Linked DNA regions of Callithrix jacchus: region 1 is linked to region 2. The links are chromatin contacts, called in public Hi-C maps. All regions are on one chromosome and are shown on one strand. Each heading gives the region's core, a stretch centred on a gene start, on an enhancer-like site or on the middle of the called end of the contact. The rest is flanking DNA. Distances are from core to core; before and after follow the strand shown. Region 1 holds the start of STON2 (stonin 2). Region 2 overlaps STON2 (stonin 2).

What was found. Hi-C and Micro-C count contacts between places; a contact is called where the count stands out from the background.
Region 1: a Hi-C map of skeletal muscle shows a contact between it and region 2, with 9 times the contacts expected there. The contact joins the promoter of STON2 here to the enhancer-like site in region 2. A contact is called at or near these places in 3 of 3 Hi-C or Micro-C datasets (induced pluripotent stem cells and skeletal muscle).

Annotation. Positions count from the first base shown.
Region 1 is chr8:116,405,701-116,411,934 of calJac240_pri, forward strand. It overlaps STON2 (stonin 2), which reads right to left and starts at 4,417. Exons shown (of 8, transcript XM_078335559.1): 1 at 3,945-4,417.
Region 2 is chr8:116,223,507-116,229,802 of calJac240_pri, forward strand. It overlaps STON2 (stonin 2), which reads right to left. Exons shown (of 8, transcript XM_078335559.1): 7 at 1,300-1,502. Among named protein-coding and RNA genes, the nearest start is that of GTF2A1, 41 kb to the left of the region's middle. Within about 2 kb of position 3,990, at least 2 of the 16 cell types and tissues checked have an H3K27ac peak or open chromatin away from gene starts, as enhancers often do. A contact at or near this core is called in skeletal muscle, where this site is marked.

The DNA of each region.
Region 1 (6,234 bases), core at 3,167-5,666, 180 kb after region 2:
TGGGGGACTCTTCACCCACTGTCACTCATGTAGAGTTGACCAGAGGCCCCCAGGAGCTCTTGGATTCATATCTATGGGATCTTTTTGGTATCCTGTGGCTGGATTCTTTATCCAGGAGGACCGTCTGGAATGTGGATTGCATTACTTGCCTGTGAATTACCTCTCCTGTGAGATCTCACAAGATTGAGCTGCCAGAATCGTGCTAGGGTGCTTATTTGGGATGATTCTCACTCACATCACACACAGGATAAGTTCAGGGCTCTGAGCTATTGATAGTTCCCTGTTCCCTACTAACCTTCGGTGTGAGCTGAATGTGTGGGCCCATGCCCTAGTTTTAACTGGCTATATTTCTACTGCAATGCCACCTCTAAACCGGAGGGCAGCTGGGTTGGGGGAGACATCCTTTACACTGTGCTGGGACCCAGAGCAGCTACCGACTACCCTGTGGGCTCCCCACCAGTTCTCTAGGGACAGTCATGCCTATTGCCGTACAGGGCTTTCCAGGCCATCACCCCAGAATGCCAATGAGCCCTGCTGTTCCATGTACCCTCTCACTTCTGATCAATGGGGGACATAATTCTCTTCTTGGTCAGTCTTAATCTTTGTGGAAAGGGATACACATTCCTTGCATCAGTGAGATTACTCTTTTTTTGTTTTGTTTTGTTTAAAGTGACAGGGTCTCATTCTGTTTCCTGGGCTGGAGTAGTGCAATTGTAGCTCACTGCAATCTCAAAGGCCTGGACTCAAGCAATCCTCTTGTCTCAAGCCCTTCAAGTAGCTGGGATTATAAGGGTGTGTCACCATCTCTGGCTAGTTTTTAATTTATTTGTAGAGACAGGGTCTCACTATGTTGCCCAGGCTGGTCTCCAACTCCTGGTCTTCAGTGATGCTCCCATCTCAGCCTCCTACAGTGCTGGGATTACAGGCATGAACCACTGTGGCTGGCCCGAGACTGCTCTTCCTGTTCTATTGTCCCCACCAGTGGCAGTGTGTGGAAGGCAGAGGTTTAGGCTGGATTCTTTATCCAGGGGAACTGCCTGGAGTGTGGATTGCCTCACCAGCCTGTGAATTACCAAGGAGAGCACCCTCTGGGAAAGCAGTGGTTAGAACCTAAAGATCTCTTGAGTTCATTAGAGGGGTGTTGTTCTTGATAGGCTTGCTGGGAGATTCAAATGAGATTGTGCACCAGAGAATTCTCTGCAATCTACACTGTTATACACAGATACTATTTATTCATCCCATTTGACAAACAAGAAAACCAGGAAACAGGAAAGTTAAATGACTCCCATGACAGAAAGGCCCCATGGGAGTGCTGCTGGGAAGGGACACTCTGGCTTCAGATGGCCTGGATGGCTCACTCAGCTCTGCCAGCTCTAGCTGGGCCAACCTGGGTCAGCTTCTGAGCTCTACTTCTATAGTTACTAAGTGGGGAGAACAATCCACTTCTGTCAGAGGGTTTCGGTGAGCATTAAATATGCCTTGAACTTGATAAATATTAGCAGGTACTCGACCAATATTAACTGCTATTATTATTTTACTACACAGATATTTATAGGAAAGCCACAGGTCTCCTGGGCCACAGCTGTGCTGTATACTAGAAATGAGTTATGAAAAAGTACTTCCAGCCGGGCGCAGTGGCTCACACCTATAATCCCAGCACTTTGGGAGGCTGAGATGGGTGGATCACAAGGTCAAGAGATCGAGACCATCCTGGTCAACATGGTGAAACCCCACCTCTACTAAAAATACAAAAATTAGCTGGGCATGGTGGTGCATGCCTGTAGTCCCAGCTACTCGGGAGGCTGAGGCAGGAGAATTGCTTGAACCCAGGAGATGGAGGTTGCGGTGAGCTGAGATTGCGCCATTGCACTCCAGCAACTGAGTAAAAAGAGTGAAACTCTATCTCAAAAAAAAAAAAAGAAAAGAAAAAGTACTTCCAAAATGCGATTGCTAGAGGCTGCAGCAATATATTAGACTATTTGGCCTTGGAGAGGCAATATAGCAGATGGGGAACATTGAAGATTTGGGAGCCAGGAGGCCTGGGTTTGGATCCTGGCTCAGTCACTCAATCGTTAAACCATCTAACAGGCTTTGGGCAATTTACTTAGCCTCTCTGTGCCTCAGTTTCTTCATTTCTAAAATGGGGATATCATCACCCACCTTATAGGTCCTTATGAGGATCGAATGAGTTAATGTACATCAAGTGTTTAGGATAATGCCTGGGTCATAATGTTAGGAATTTTTGGATACTATGAATTTTATTATTTTGAATTCATTTAAAATTCAAAATAAACTTTGCTCTTAAAAATTCCAATTGGTGGGCTGGGTGTGGTGGCTTATGCCTGTAATCCCAGCACTTTGGGAGGCCGAGGCGGGTGGATCACTTGAGGTCAGGAATTCAAGACCAGCCTGACCAACATGGTGAAACCCCATCTCCACTAAAAATACAGAATGAGCTCAGCATGGTGGCACATGCCTGTAATTCCAGTTACTTGGGAGGCTGAGGCGGGAGAATCGGTTGAACCTGGGAGGCAGAGGTTGCAGTGAGCTGAGATTGCACCATTGCACTCCAGCCTGGGCAACAAGAGTCAAACTCTGTCTCCAAAAAAATGAAAAGAAATGAAATGAAATAAAAAAATAATAAATAAAAATAATTCCAAATGACTTGTCTTTCAGGAAACTTTCATTTTAGTGATAACAAAGAAAAGAAAAATAGATCTGCATAAAGATCTACTCCCTGTCTTTGTACCTTTGCTTGTGCTGTTCCCATTGCCTGAAATCCCTCCTTTTTGACCTATAAAACTACCACATATCCTCCACTCCCCCCGAGGCCAGGACTCATTCTGCCACACTCCTGTCCCATGTCTCCTTTTTATTATCTGTGTAATTCTTGACATTTTCAATAAATGTTTCTTGAATGGAAAGGTGAAAGAAAGTAAGAGATGTCATTTACAATTCTTTCAGTTTGCGAATGCAACACTGTAGTTCATAGTGGACTAATGTCCTCCCTCTCTGAGAATGAAGAGATTGGCAGAGGGACTTGGGGAGATGGTGCCGGTCTCAACAGTAGGAGGGAAAAGCACAAAGGATAACAAACAACCCAGTTTTTCACTGAAAGGGACCCCATTCTCCAACACTATGTTTTCCTGGATTGGAGAGAAGTAGCAGCATAGAGTGACCCAGAGGGGGACTGTGGACTCAGAACCTCTCTATGAATTCCAATTCTGTCATCCAGTGGCTGTTTAACCCTGAAACCAAACATCTCTGAGTCTGTTTTCTTGCCTGTAAAACGAGGATAATACTAGCCCCAAAGGGTAACTTTGATGATGAAATAACAATACAATGCCTGGCACTTAGGAAATGCTTATTAATTTTTTTTAAATGAATGAAGAGGGCTTTTAAAGAAAGTGCTATTATTGAGAGACTGCTATCCTTGGAAGCACAGCATCCCTTACTGCTGTGTACTGTTAGATCAGTGATTGATTCTCCAGTCATCACAGGCCCACCTCCTCAGACTGTCAGTCCAGAGCTGAACCACGACCAAGAAGTCTGGGAGGCAGAATTTGGCAACCTCCTTCCCAAACCCTTCTCCTCTCCAGCTGGCACAGAAACACACCACATTTGCAGCTTCCACAGCAATTACGAGAACCTACACCCTTTTATTGTTTGACTTTCCCTAACGATGAAGCAATCACATGATTTTCACAGGAAAAACAACTCTGGGATCAGAGACTGTCTGGACTGAGCTGTGAACTTTCTGGTCCCTGTGTCTGGGCTCCCAGAGAGAAAAGACATTTGATGCCTGCCGAACGAGGGCTGAGCTGGACAAAAAACATAGCCAGCACATGCTCACAGCAGGCAGGCCAACTGAGCAGGTTGCATTTCAGGATGAAAACAGTAAGGATCCTAACAAAACAAGCTCATATCTACTGAGTGCTCAGTACCTGGTACAGACGTCGTCAAGCTTAATCATCACCACAATCCAAGACGAAGACTTCAGTATCTTCATTACATTCAGGAGGAGAAGTCAACGGCTCAGCTAGCATTTCACCCCTTTTGCAGCCCCCAGAGCCCCTAGCTCCGCGTCTACCTACAGCAGCAGCGCTTCCAAGCTCTTTGCACACAAATCTCCCAGGGATCTTGGAATGCAGATTCTGAGATTCTGCATAATAAGCTTCCAGGGAATGCTGCTGGTCCAGGGCCTCTAGTAGCAAGGGTTAGGCAGGGGTCTGAACCTCGGTTGCGCATTGCAATCACCTGAAAGCTTTCCACATTGCTGATACCTTGGCCCCATCCTGGAGAGTCTGGTTTTGTTGGTCTGGGGTGCAGCTCTGGCACGGTATTTCTAAAGCCCTCCCGTTGAAGCAATATGCAGACTGTTACCTTGTGCTCCCCTGTCCCAACCACAGGGACATCTGTGGTTGGGCTTCAAGGACGCCCTTGAAGAGGCCTCTCCCAGAAACCTCCAAGCCCATGAAGAGGCCAGAGCCGCCACCTGTTTCCTTGAAATAGTTAGCAGCTGTGCCGGGTGACCTCATCATTCTGGCTCTGCCTCAGGCCAAGCTGCGATCTAGAAAGCCTCCTCCCAAGTCGGGGTCCCTTTGCATCAGGGCAGAGGGGGAAGAGCCACAGGTCGAGGGCAGAGCCCATCTGGGGCTAGCGGGAAGAATGAGGGTGCAGGGTGGGGGCAACCCAAGGGATTTCATGATGGGCTGTCCCTGGGCTGTGAGGCCATGCTGTGAGCGCAGCTGACTGCCTCACCCCTGGCTTCCCTCTCCAAACCCTTGGGAACTGATGAAATCACAAGGAGGTTCCTCCCCGCTCCTGTAAGCGATGCATAAACAAACAAGCAGTGAAGTATGCAAGTAAAGATGCAAAGTCCCTTTCTTTTTCCCTGTTTCTAAGAGGCAATCACCTATAGCAGCTGGGCTTATATATTTCCAAATCTTTTCTTTTCTTTCTTTCTTTCTTTTTTTTCTTTTTTTTGTTTTGTTTTTGAGACGGAGTTTAGCTCTCGTTACCCAGGCTGGAGTGCAATGGCGCGATCTCGGCTCACCGCAACCTCCGCCTCCTGGGTTCAGGCAATTCTCCTGCCTCAGCCTCCTGAGTAGCTGGGATTACAGGCACGCGCCACCATGCCCAGCTAAATTTTTTTGTATTTTTAGTAGAGACGGGGTTTCACCATGTTGACCAAGATGGTCTCAATCTTTTGACCTCGTGATCCACCTGCCTCAGCCTCCCAAAGTGCTGGGATTACAGGCGTGAGCCACCGCGCTCGGCCCCAAATCTATTCTATATATTAATATGTATATTTCTACACACAAACATACATATGTAATCCTGTTTTATAAACAAAAATGCATCATAGAATAGTAGCCCAAACACTAGCTTGCATGTCTTTTCCACGCAATTATATATACTTACCAATTGTTTTAGTGTCTGGAAACTTGTCTATAAATCAGAATTTCTCAGGGGTACTTTTTGTTTTTTGTTTTGTTTTGTTTTGATTTGATTTGTTTTTTGAGACGGAGTTTCGCTCTTGTTACCCAGGCTGGAGTGCAATGGCACGATCTCAGCTCACCGCAACCTCCGCCTCCTGGGTTCAGGCAATTCTCCTGCCTCAGCCTCCTGAGCAGCTGGGATTACAGGCACGCGCCCAGATAACTTTTGTATTTTTAGTAGAGACGGGGTTTCACCATGTTGACCAGCATGGTCTCGATCTCTTGACCTCGTGATCCACCTGCCTCGGCCTCCCAAAGTGCTGGGATTACAGGCTTGAGCCACCGCGCCCGGCCGGGATGCTTTTTAAACATGGAGATTGACAGGTTTCACTCCAAACCTGCTGATTCAGAATTTCTCAGGGAGGCACCTGGGGAAGTCTTTTTTTGTGTGTGAGATTATACACGCGCGCGCACACACACACACACACACACACAATGTGTGTGTGTGTGCAGAGAGAGGGAGAGGGAGAGAGAGGGAAGAGAGAGAGAGAGAGAGAGAGAGAGAGAGAGAGAGAAAGGGTCTTGCTCTGCTCGCAAGTCTGGAGTGTAGTGGCACAATCGTAGCTCACTGTGCCTTAATCTCCTGGGCTCAAGTGATTCTCCCACCTCAGCCTCCCATGTAGCATGAACTACAGAGATGCACCACTACACCTGGCTGTTTTTAATTTTTTTGTAGAGACAGGGTCTTACTATGTTGCCCAGACTGGTTACAAACTCCTGCCTTTAAGTGATG
Region 2 (6,296 bases), core at 2,740-5,239:
TACTGGAGTGTTTACAGTTCTACCATATCCTCTCCAAAGTACTGTAGCTGTAATTATCAAGAAATTAATAGATTCATCTTTGAAAGTAACACATCTCAACCAAAAGCTTTGCTAGCTCAGGCAAGGAATTCTTTGAGTTCAGGGTTAAGGTTGCTCCTCTCAGCACCACTTTGGATATTTATGATGCTTGACATATAGGGTAATGATTCAACACACAACAGTCAGGTTTGAGGGAAGTGCTATTTTTTTCCTAGCCACAAGATGGAGTGTTTGTTCTTTTTGGTAGTTAAATGTTTTGGCCCACACAACTAAAGAAACAGAGTAACAATAAATCACCATATAATTCCAAGGATATTACTATAAATAGAAAACCACTTTGCAATCGTCTTCTTTAATAAACTCCCTTTTCAGTCATTGGCACTCTTCTGGAAAGTATCACTTTCTATTTATGTCAGAAAACTCCGACTTTCATGATTCCTTCCACAGCCCAGACCCCGTTGCTATTATAAACGTTTGCTCGTTTGCTTGTCGTTTGACTTTTGCCCTGTTACAGCCCAGTACCTAAGTCATGTGTTTTCTAACTTTGTTCAGGTCCACTTCATCATCTCTAAATGAAACATATGCTGTGGGATAGCACTTTCTCCCCTCCACTTCCAAGCTCACTACTCTGTAACATAAATTACATTGCAAATGAATAATAATAACTCCTTTACCCCATTACTCTTTTTCTTTTTTTGAGACGGAGTCTTGCTCTGTCGCTCAGGCTGGAGTACAGTGGTGCAACCATGGCTCACTGCAGCCTCAACCTCCCAGACTCAAGTGATCCTCCTGCTTCAGCCTCCTGAGTAGCTGGGACTAGATGCACACGCCACCATGCCCAGCTAATTTTTGTACTTACAGAGATAGGGTTTCACCATGTTGGCCAGGCTGGTCTTGAACTCCTGAACTAAAGTAATCGGCCCACCTCTGCCTCCCAAACTGCTGGGATTACAGGTGTGAGCCACTGTGCCTGGACCCCATTATTCTTTCCGTTGTCATTGCTCATAATGACAGAAAGACATTATATTCTCCTCTTTGATGAGCCTCTTTTTTTCCAACCTTTCTCTCATCCACTAGCCAGATTATGGATTTAAATCAGAGCAGATGCATCCACAGCTATGTAATATGTTGAACTTCCTCTAAGTCAGTAAGAGGTTACCAGGCAAACATACTAAGCATTGCTAAAAGGAATAAGAAGGGGAGGGTAGTGGGGTGAACAAATGGACTTGGAAGCATTAGCCAGACACCTCCTAAGGCTACCTGGTAGCTGTAGTGTGCAGAATAATTGACCCACTTCCTGACGTCAGTCTTGTCTTCCACGGAGATAGATCTCACGGTGGCTTTGGAGGCAGAAGTTGTGGGCATGCTGAACTCGACATTCACGTGACTGGCAAATCTGGAAGGCACTTCCCGGTCAGAACCAAGTTCAAGGTGGCAAAAGAAACAGTGTGGGTGACCGGAAGCTATGAAAGAAAGACAATTGAGAGATCAGATTATCTGAGGAGAAAATGGAAGCAGCAGCCAAAGGAGCCAGCTCAGTAATAAAAGAGGCCTGTGGGCTCGGCACCTGCAGTCTTTCAGAGGGTCCAGTGTGGAGCAAGAGGAGCTGCCTCAGCAGAAATCACGCTCTCTGTGCCTCAGCCCCTTGATAGAACTCCATCGGATTCTAGCAGCCTGGTTTCCTAGCAATAAAACCCAAGGCCTGAGAAACAGGGGCCATTCTGCCTGCTCAGGTGAGAGTGATATGTGAACACAGCCCAAACACTAAGAAATAAGGGCTGAGGATGGGAAGAATGGAATAGAAGGGCTCAGCACTTAGCACCTAATAAAATATCAGTGACAGCTTCCTGAAGTAAAATCCTTGCTTTCCTTTGAAGAATGAATTGACTTTCTTAATAGCATTTCATACTTTCAAACTGCTTTTGGCATACTTTTCTGGGTGAATGATATATGTAAATGACAAAGACTTCATCAATAGCACACAGATATTAGGGAGGCATATGGAACACTGGGCAAAACACCGACCGGCAGAACACCTGGGTTGGACTTCCAGCTCCTCTACTGAGCAGCAGAGCTCCTGCCCTCAAGTCCTTTATACCCTCCAGGCCTCAATTCCTCCTCTGTGAAGTGTGGAGATTAGGGGATGAGGGAAAGAGAGAGAAGTACAGTAGGGTGAGTTGGACAATGCCAGGCACAATCCCTTGCTGCTCCTTAATTCTATACATCTGTGGGTAATTCCACTATACTCATGATGGCAAACTTAGGGTTTGATTTTCACTTGAGAATTGTTATTGAGATTTTTGAGGAAAAAGAATGAGAGCTTAGTTCTGTGACTGTAATCACTGAAATATCATTGTCATTCATCTGCCATACAGGAAACATTTAAGCACCCTATGCCTCCTTCTCTGTTAAATCTTTTACACAGATTCTCTCTTTGAGTCTTCATTATGATCTTTTGAGGTCAGAATGTGTTCTTCATTTTACAGTCGAGGAAGCTAAGGCTTAGGGAGGTAAAATGAGCTACCCACTGTCACAGCTAGAAAGTGGCAGAGCTAAAAACGGAACCTAACGGTCTGATCCCAGAGTGTTCTTAACCACTGTATCTTAGTCATAACCTCATCGTCCCTAAAACACAAGATCAAGTTTGCAGAGTGACAGGTAGAGTGGGATTGACCTATAAGAACCCCCATTTAGCTACTAGCTATAGATAAACAACATGAAATGACCTTGCCTTCATTATGTAACTGAAACAGCCCCTTAGTTATCCTAGTTTCCACAAACAAACAATTTCAATGTTCTTTACTGGTCTGGCCAGGACTTCTCAATCTCAGAGAGTGAGGACATACACACCCGCTCTCCAAGGAAAACATGAGATAGTGAAGTATTTGTTTTGCTCTGTTTCACAAACGTAACATATTTCAGTGGTTATTTCTAAAGAATAACGTTTTGGAAAATTGAAAAATCTGCACTGATTTTAGGAAAATAATTTAAATAAGATACACATAAAAGGAAAAATTAAAGTATTTGAAAATCCATTCAATGTTTTTAAATTGTGTGCCACAGATGCAATTATAAGCTATCATTTAGGGGGCATTTATTACAGGCCAGATATTACACTAAGCCCTTAAAAGCATTATCTCATTTCATTCTCAATGAACTAGCTATTAATAACCCTATTTTATAGATGAGAAAAATCAGGTTTCTCTGAGAGGGTTAAGTAAATTGCCTGAGGTTACACAGCCATTAAGTGGTAGAGCTGGAAATAAGATTCAGAGATGACTCTGCTTTCAAACTATGTCCTCAATTCTCCTCAGTATATTGCTGTGAAATAAGATCAAAACAATGTATACCGAAGTATTCCTTTTAATTTAATAGCAACTCGGACAACTCTCCTAATCTAATTACCCTTATTTTGCACATTTTGGAATATGGAGAAATTTTTCCTTTATACATGACTGATTTCCTCCTTTTACTCCACCAAAGTGTATTCACAGCAAATTCTGAAAGCAGCATTTTTTCCTAGAATCCTAGTATCAACTCTCAGATGGGTAGGGGTGGTGGACAGTTAAGGAAGTTCAATTCTGAAAGCTATTATAGTTGAATTCATAGTAATGTGCTAAATAAGTCCATACATTCTGTCATTTTCCTTGATGAGGTTGAGAAAATTCAACAAAAAATACGTATTTTTAAAATTTCTTATATAAGGATGATCATATTGGCACTGTTTTCCCTTCAGCTGGTCTAATGAGAAGGGGGATTCCTGCAAAGAAAGCCATTTATGCAGGACAGAAAGTTTCATTTCCTGGCGGATAATCTGTGGAAGCAGTGGGACTTATTTCAGTGCCTTCTAAGATTAAGAAAAACTCCTCGGATGAGGGTGGGAGGGGTCCTTGGGGAGCTCCGAGAGGGGAGCTGCTACCGTATGTGGCTGGGCTGGACCCCGCCAGTGGGGTCACGTTAGAATTCAAAGGTAGCTGCTTGAGCTTTTGGTGGCTGGGACTGGGACAGCCTGCTGTGGCAATAGGCTTGGGATGCCAGCAACACAGGGGTACAAAGCTGCTGGCCTCCGCTGCCTGGGGTTTGACTGCCCTGTCCACTGGGGCCTGGGAATGCAGGGCCACTGCAGCCAGGAATGTAGGCTTCCAGCCAGCCGGGTCTTTGACCTCAGCTGAGCCCTAGCTTCTTTAAAGAAGGCTAAGGATTATGAAAAATAACCTGTACAAAGCACCTTCCCAGGGCTGTCTGAACACCTAGACAGAAGAGCTTAGGAAAGGGCTATTACAAAAAGATAACCATCAATTCTCTGGTTTCCCGGATGGAGCACTGCAAGGGAGGGCAGGAGCTGGGCACAGTGAATACCAGCAATGCGTGAGAACTTACATTCTGCCTGCAATTCAGATCCTATGCATCTCAAGTTTCCAGAAAAGGGTGCTATCTATTTCCTGACCTGGTATGAAAACATATCGTTGGCCAGAGAAGTATAAGAAGCCTCTTTTTGGGGGTCCACTATTGAAAATATTGTTATATAACTATGACAGTAATGGGGCGAGGCTGTGAGGATTTAAGTAAGAAACATCCCCAATATCCTTATGCTGTGCTATATTTCATCAGTCTTCCACAATGAGGTTCAAGCAATCTGGAAATAGATATGTAATACAGCATATAAGCTGCATTCACTTGCCCTTGAGCCAACAGAACACTCTCCACTGAGAACCACTAAGGAAAGTGTTTGCTGAAGGCCTGTTTTTGCTTTTCCCCTTGTCCTGTGTCCATTTCCTCTCTTTTCTGGTAGCAGTCCTTTTCTTTCTCTCCATTTGGGAAATAATCTTCCCAGTGCTACATGTTGTCTTGGTCACGTCAGTCAAAATATACTCCTCTCCCCTACACTCTTGAGCCAAGTTGCCAAAGAACAAAAAATAGGGCCAGGTGTGGTGCCTCAGGCCTGTAATTCCAGCACTTTGGGAGTACAAGGCAGGTGGATACCTGAGGTCAGGAGTTTGAGACTAGCCTGGCCAACATGGTGACACCCTGTCTCTAATAAAAATACAAATATTTAGCTGGGTATGGTGGCGCGTGCCTGTAGTCCCAGCTACTCAGGAGGCTGAGGCAGGAGAATTGCCTGAACCCAGGAGGCCGAGGCTGCAGTGAGCCGACATCACACCATTGCACTCCAGCCTGGGGGACAGAGCCGGACTCCATCTCAAAAACAAAAACAAAAACAAAACAAAACAAAACAAAACAACAACAACAAAAACCCAAGAACAGAAAATAATCTGGGATGATTTGTCCCTAAGGCTACATAGTGAGAAGACATCCATTAGTTTCTATGACCAGAGCTATTCTCGAGCTGTCTAAAGTCTTCTTGATCAATCTTTCCCTCAGGTCTCTGGGCTATCCCATCCAATAATTTGCTTTGTTCCTTAAGGTGGCTATTAAGTCTTTGTTGCTTATAGTAAAAGAGAAAACAAAAAAACCCTCATCCAGTACTTGTAAATGTTTGGGAGAAATCACTTTTAAACAAATCGATACATTTGTACACACTGGAAAAACTGCAAATATCTGTTTTCCTGGTGTGATTTATTACAATATTTGTGTCTACTTGGCTTCATCTACCAGGAGGCACCGGTGGCATTGAGAAAAGGACCCTGGGTGTGACTGCATGACTCTAGATATGTCACGTCACCTTCCCAACCTTAATTTTCTCATCTATAAATAGTTGACTAAGTTATCCCCAAGGTCCCTTCCAGCTTGAAAATCTGATAATTCCATGGTTGTCTCTTTCCAAGGGCTTTCATGTCAAAGGAGAGTTCAGGGTTTCTCCCCTCCTCTGCCAAGTCAGAGGGGCCCTGTGGATAAGGTAGAAGTTTCAGTGCTACCATCAGCAGAATACAGTGCTGATTTCAGGGGAAATGAATAAGCAGGCATAGAGAGGAACACCTGGTTTAAAAAATGCTGTCAGTTTAGAAGCAGGGAGTAGCAAATCCAGCCTCAAACACAGAAGTCCAATTGTCTCTTCAGTTTGCACAGCTACACCCAGTGTCTGATACAGAACGCCCTGGTGTGTGTCCACTCCCTGGAATGCCTGGGGAGCTGGCCGGATCATATTGCCGTTTGCCATCACACCGCATTAACTTAGGATATAATAATACAGCCACTCCACACTCAGAGCAGGAGAGGGAGACTCAGAACACATCTGCTAGGATTTAGAGTGAGAATGGAAGAAAGGATAGACACATAAGATAAAGCCATTTCACTCA